Linked DNA regions of Anas platyrhynchos: region 2 is linked to region 1. Evidence: chromatin contacts called from public Hi-C data. All regions are on one chromosome and are shown on one strand. The core of a region is the stretch at or near the end of the contact, and the rest is flanking DNA. Distances in the headings are between cores, read along the strand shown. Region 1 overlaps MTMR2 (myotubularin related protein 2). Region 2 holds the start of CCDC82 (coiled-coil domain containing 82).

Evidence for each region. A called contact is a pair of places that touch in the nucleus more often than the background predicts.
Region 2: a Hi-C map of subcutaneous adipose tissue shows a contact between it and region 1, with 6 times the contacts expected there. The contact joins the promoter of CCDC82 here to the enhancer-like site in region 1. A contact is called at or near these places in 2 of 8 Hi-C or Micro-C datasets (small yellow follicle and subcutaneous adipose tissue).

Annotation. Positions count from the first base shown.
Region 1 is chr1:195,622,604-195,625,740 of IASCAAS_PekinDuck_T2T, reverse strand. MTMR2 (myotubularin related protein 2) reads right to left here. Exons shown (of 15, transcript XM_005012851.5): 15 at 1,220-3,137. The coding sequence ends at 3,069. It overlaps CEP57 (centrosomal protein 57), which reads left to right. Exons shown (of 11, transcript XM_027467722.3): 11 at 1-227. Among named protein-coding and RNA genes, the nearest start is that of CEP57, 18 kb to the left of the region's middle. Within about 2 kb of position 1,495, at least 2 of the 8 cell types and tissues checked have an H3K27ac peak or open chromatin away from gene starts, as enhancers often do. A contact at or near this core is called in subcutaneous adipose tissue, where this site is marked.
Region 2 is chr1:195,308,813-195,311,949 of IASCAAS_PekinDuck_T2T, reverse strand. CCDC82 (coiled-coil domain containing 82) reads right to left here and starts at 1,533. Exons shown (of 8, transcript XM_072032766.1): 1 at 1,379-1,533; 2 at 317-869. The coding sequence starts at 862.

The DNA of each region.
Region 1 (3,137 bases), core at 246-2,745:
CAATCATGCCATTCGGTCCTGGCATCTTGCTTTTAACTTGAAACGTGCTTTAATGAGCTATCGATTTTTGGTAGTGGTGCAACTCGCTTTGCACTGACTTGCACAGCTGAGTGAATGTTATTTATTATGTTAATAATGTAAAGAATTTCCTATTCATGGAATGTATGGAAGACCCAGATCATCTGTTTATACAGTTGAAAAACAATAAAGCCAGCTTGCCTGTTGAATGGAGTGTGGGAAAGCTGCGGTTCCTCTGAACTGGCTGAGTGTTTGCAGCAGCGCTGTGCCCCTTCTAGTGTGTGGTCTTGGTGGTGTGAGCAAGCAAACTGCGGGTAAGGTGAGGTCAGTTGTCCACCCTGGTGTAGCCAAACAAGCAGAGATGGCTGTAGGGTCAATGCAGGTCAGACTGAGTCTGGTGGAAGTGATTTGAGTTCAAATTTGAGTTGAATTATCTCTAGGTGATGCACCCTGGTCATCTCCTTGCATCTGAGGCAGAGGAGGTTTTAGCTGTGAGAAGTCAGGAGCTGTCTACTACACCTGGTGCCAGCCTCCTGAACTTCACTGGGGCTGGGGACATGGGCTCTGGGTAGCTGAAATTCTTCCTGGAGGGGCCTGAAATCTGTAGCTGAGGTTATAATCATTGATTTTCCTTGGAAAGGATGGCTGGAGGAAGGCTGGTGTCAGCGTTACCTCAGGCTGTATTAAACAAGCTAGGGCTTAGGAGTATTTCAGGCTCCATAGGTACCTCAGTCACTGTGCACTGCAGAGGTTGGAGTTGATCCTACTGGGAATGGGAGTGTCAGGGGGTAAGCCCTGAGCTGTTGATCCCAAATTATCCTGCTGAAGCTGGACTTAACGTGAGTTCCATGAGGAAATGTGAACATTCCTCTTTCACAGAAGTTCCTGTGCTAAAGCACTATAAATTGCAGAAATAGGTTTTTAATTCTAGGAATGTTTTTGTACCACTATGCAGCCATGTACTGTATCTGTGCTAAAAGTGGTGTGTACAGGGTAAGAGAAACTTGTCCGAAGAGCAGTTGTTTCCCTGTGATTCTAAATTTCAGAGTTGGAGAGCATTTTGCAAACCCCAGCTGCATGAGTAAGGAGGAGTAAGATTTGAATTTGACATGCTAAGGTCAGTGCTATTCTTGTTCACATGCCTACACCTTTTGGTTTTGCTAACCATGGAGCTGAAAAGATGAGCCCAAGAAGAACTTAATCCATTTAGCTATTTTTATTAGTGTCAAAGAAACCAAACAGCCTTCATTTAAAAAAAACAAAGCAACATATACACACAGCCAATTAGCTAATAGACAATAATGCTATGAGCTGTCTTAGAGTGATTGTACATAAGAGCACGTCTGCCCTTCAACCTTAAAGCAAATTCAAGTCCTTCAGAAGCTATTTTGTGGGGGTTCTGTGCACTGTTAAGCCATGAACTCAGCCCACCCTGTACAACCGCAGTAGTGCTACACGAGCTGTTAGTCATTCTGTCAGAAGGTGGCAGTGGATTTCCCTCAGAGTACTGAGATGCTGATTGCAGCAGAGCAGGTAGAAATAGACTGCAGCTGGAAGTCATTCCTTAGGTGGAATGTGGCTTTTGGAAGGCAATTCCTTATCTGTGAGTTGTCCACTCTTCTACCCTCTCAAAAATACTGATCTTGGGAGAAAGGCTAAGAGTAAAAGCATGCTGATGAGCAGATTAAGCAGCAGCCCACACTGTGGGACCCTGTTGTATGAGCAGCACAGGGACCCAGCCCAAGCCATGCATGATTTCCTTCCTTGCAGAGGTGAGAAGCAGCCTGGAGTGAATGAAGATCCTTGCAGATGTGCTGTGACAGTGTCAGCCCTACCACCTACAGCCCCTTATTTCTGTGTCTGAGAAGCAATGGAGCACGTGTGGTTTCACCAAATGTTTTTCATCACTACTTCTAAAATAAAAGTTTGTATTAAAACTGAATTTGTACTTAAGTTTAGTCAGGTGTCACTAATTCTTGAAGGGTGCTATGAGGAAAAAGACTTCAATGCTAGGGCTCAGAAACCAGCTAAGCTGTTTAGTCTACCAGAGTGGTGTGAAGTACCAGTTGCAGTGTAGGCAAAAAGGCTTCTTTGGTTGATACGGTTGCTTCTATTAGTTAAATAACTCAATTTTCTGTTAAATATGCCACTATGAGCCTGCACAGAAGCACAAATGCTGCTAATTACACTTAGCCAAGCAAAATGAAATGACTGCTCCCAGCAGTTTGTGTGCCCCTGGGCATCCCCCCACCTTCCTCCTGCTGTGGCTGAGGCACTGGAGAACAAAGAGCTGCAGGAAGCACCGAGGGAGCCTTGCTCTGCTCCATCCCTCAGGAACAAAGGTGCTTTAATTTATACCCTGGCATGATCCATGTAAACCATGAGCAAAAATCTAGTTGCCAAGATGGAAGTAAACATAGTCCTATAAAGTTAAGTCATGGAGGTTGCTCCTCTACCACTGTTTCTCTGGGTAGAAGATGCCCTTTCTTAAATAAGGCATCATTACATGGCTTCCTAGATCTAGGTCAAAGGAAAAATAACTGGTATGTTCTGGCTTCTAGCACTACTCTTAGTGTGTTGGCAAACCCCCTTGCACTGCTATGCAGGTGTTAGTACCACACTTTCATGACTTCACACAGGTGTATTCAAGGCTCTGACAAAGATTCAAAGCCTTTAGCAAAGGGGAGCTTTTTCAAACTCCTGAGTAGACATTTTTCCTACATAGTACTTCGTTCTAGCGCACAGTCCCTTTTTGAAAGTAAAGTGATTTCCAACACAAGTGAGTTCTGGGTTTCTTTTAAGTGGCAAGTGCAAGTAGCTTGTATCCTCACCTAGCCACTGAGAAGGTTAATTGCATAGGGGGCCTCGGTTGTTCCTCTGTTTTTGCTTAAGCTTCCTCTAGTGCTACAGTACTAATAAATTATCCTGGAGAGAAATAAATAAATAGGTCAGTGTCTCCCAGACACCGTAATGGGAATCCGGAGGGTTTCAGAAAAGCTGTCCCGGTGGTCTTGGGAAGGTAGTTGGCAAAAAAAAAAAAACAGTCAGTGTTATACAACAGTCTGCACGGGGGTGACACACTGTGCGGGAGAGCCAGCTCTCTCCGAGGATGAGGTGGA
Region 2 (3,137 bases), core at 284-2,783, 310 kb after region 1:
AGATATTTTTCCCCTTCTGACAACATAGAGAAGAGTGATACGTGCATTCTACGCTGCTCAGTCATCAGAATGCCTGAAAAAGCAAATGAAAGGGAATTCTTAAATCCCCAGTGACAAAAATTAAATTAGATCTAAAGGTTTTCAGCACTCAAAACTGTTATTTAGTTAACACGTGACAACTGTTGAAATGTGATAGGATTACTGATTTGTCATGAATAAAAAACAAAATTAAAAAATCCTACTGATTGGTATCTATTAATTGCCATCTTCCCCTACATTTAGTGGTGGAACTGAAGCTCAAAGATAAAATTCAGACCTCCCAATTTTCACTTGCAGAAGATGTCCGAGATGCTCTTTGTCTTGCAAGAGCATTCAATTTTGCCACCACTTTCTGTTTCCTGCTAGTAGAAACATTTTCCGTAGGGCAGGTTTTATCAGGCTGCTGTTCTTGGGAACTCTCATCTTCATTAATTATACAGTGGCGTTTGGCAAAAACTTTCCTAACAAGGATATCACTGTCCTCGCTTTCATCGCTGTCGTGCAGTACCGAGCTGTTCAACCTCTTACGCTTCCCAGGCACAACACATTCATCATCTGTTATTTCCCCGCTGTGGATTTTCTCTTCCTGATCCAAAAAGCCATTCTTCAGAACAGCTTCATCTTTTTCGCCCACTCCATCCTCTGACACGGTGGATTCCGTGGACTCTTCCTCCTCGGAGGTAAGCGAGGATTCGTCATCGCTGTCAAACAGCAGGCGCTCCCTCTTGGTGCGCCTCCAGTCCACGCGGGATTTGGCTGACAGCTCCGTCCCGGCCGTCTTGTTTCTTGTTTCGTACCTCCTGACACCTGCTGCGGCCTCCATCGGGAAGCTGTGACAACACACCACGATACACACCGGTGAGACAACGGACCTGTTACCTTATCCCAAAGGATGAGGGCGATCTGGCACATTTTACCATGTAAAATTATAGTATTTAACGAGACCATTAGTGAGACACGGAGAAAACATCACCACACCACACTCAGGACTTCTGAGGAGCGCACACCTTCCTCAAAACACACACAGGAGCACAAATACCCCCACCCAGCCCGAAAAAATTGAAAAAACCTTTAAGTATACCCCCCCTCCCACACTGGCCGAGGCAGAGTGCTCGGACCTGCCACCTCAGGCCTCCCCCGGTGTCCCCACCGGGCCCTGTCCCCCCCCCAGTGGGGCTGGGGCGCCCCAACGGGAGCCGGGTCGGGCCCAACGGGGCCCATCCCTCTCCCCCCGCCGCCACGGCACAGGCCGATGGTCCTCGTCGCGCCCTGTCGCGCCATATCGCGCTATATCGCGGCATGTCGCGCTCTGTCGCGGCCCGACCCCACCGGTAGTTACCGGGAGCGGTTCCCGCGCCTCAGTGCGCGCGCGGGCGGCCGAAGGGAGGTCACCGCCCACACCCCGCGCTCCGCGCACTCCGATTGGCTGCCGCGGCCTGTCACTCAGCCCCCGGCATGTTTACGGAAGTGCTGGCAGGTCATGGGGGAGGCGGGGCTGTCACGTGGTTTGCCCAGGGTTCGCAGGTTGGAGAGTCGGAGGCCGCGGGTTCGAGTCCTGCCCCCGCCCTCAGGTCCCTGCCTAGCAGGCGGGGTTAGCACCGGGATATGGTGGCTCGGTTGTGATCGCGGTTCAGCTCGGTGCATTTGTGTTTCTGAGGCTCTGTGGGCTTGCTAGGCGTGGGGCAAGAGGGATTCTGGCGGCCACTGGTAGCTGCAGGTCGTAGAATCATTCATATAGAATCACAAAATGCTTGGACTGGAAGGGACCTTAAAGCCCACCCAGTTCCACCCCCCTGCCACGGGCAGGGACACCTCCCACCAGCCCAGGTTGCCCAAAGCCCCATCCAGCCTGGCCTTGAGCACCTCCAGGGATGGGGCACCCACAGCTTCTCTGGGCAGCCTGGGCCAGGGCCTCACCGCCCTTACAACAATAAAGCATTTCTTCCTAGTGTCTAATCTGAACATACCCTCTTTTAGTTAAGAGCCATTCCCCCATGTCCTCTCCCTACACCCCCTGACAAGGAGTCCCTCCCCAGCTTTCCTGTAGCCCCCTTTAGGTACTGGCAGGCCGCTGTAAGGTCTCCCCAGAGCCTTCCCTTCTCCAGGCTGAACAACCCCAACTTGTCAGCCTGTCTTCACAGGAGAGGTGCTCCAGCCCCTCTGATCATCCGTGTGGCCCTTCTCTGGACTTGTTCTAACACTTCCATGTCCTTCTTGTGCTGGGGGCCCCAGAGCTGAACACAGGGCTCCAGGTGGGGTTTCAGGAGAGCAGAGCAGAGGGGGACAACCCCCCCTCTCGACTTCCTCACCACGCTGCTCTTGGTGCAGCCCAGGATAACGGTTGGCCTTATAGGCTGCAAGTGCGCACTGACAGCTGTGTCAAGCTTCTTATCCACCAACACCCCCAAGTCCTTCTTGTCAGGGCTGCTCTCAATCCATTCTCCACCCAGCCTATATTTGTGCTTGGGATTGCCTCAACCCAGATACAGGACCTTGCACCTGGACTCGCTGAACCTCACAAGGTTCACACAGGCCCACCTCTCAGGCCTGTACAGGTCCCTCTGGATGGCATCCCTTCCCTTTAGCACGTCAACCCCACCACAGAGCTTGGTGTCATTGGCAGGTCACTAAGACCTGTACAAAGGCTTCCCTGGGAAAGCAGCTTCTTCGCAGCTGTACACTACTATCTGCTGTTTTGTGAGCAAAACCTGGTAATTTTCACATGTTCTATTCCCAACTGTCGGGGGACATGAGAACAGAGGTTGTTGAAGCTGCAATTATGGGGAGGTTTGGGGTCACCAGGCTGTGACCCACCCACAGCTGAAATCCCAATGGTGCTTGTGCTTTGGAAATCCTCTGCCAGCCAACTGTCCTCCATGGGCTGCCCTGGAAGAAAACAACACTTTATTTGACAACCGTAAATCATAATTTGGGTATGATGCCTGCTGCTCTGTGGTTCCCTTCAGTGAAAAATCAGCAGCTAGGTGACATACAGATGTCCTCCTAGAGCCGGTGCTTGAGGAGAGAGCTATCAGCTCCATGCAGAGCTCTTTTTCTTTGTAATAACAACTTAGGAGCACACACACAACTGCTGAGCA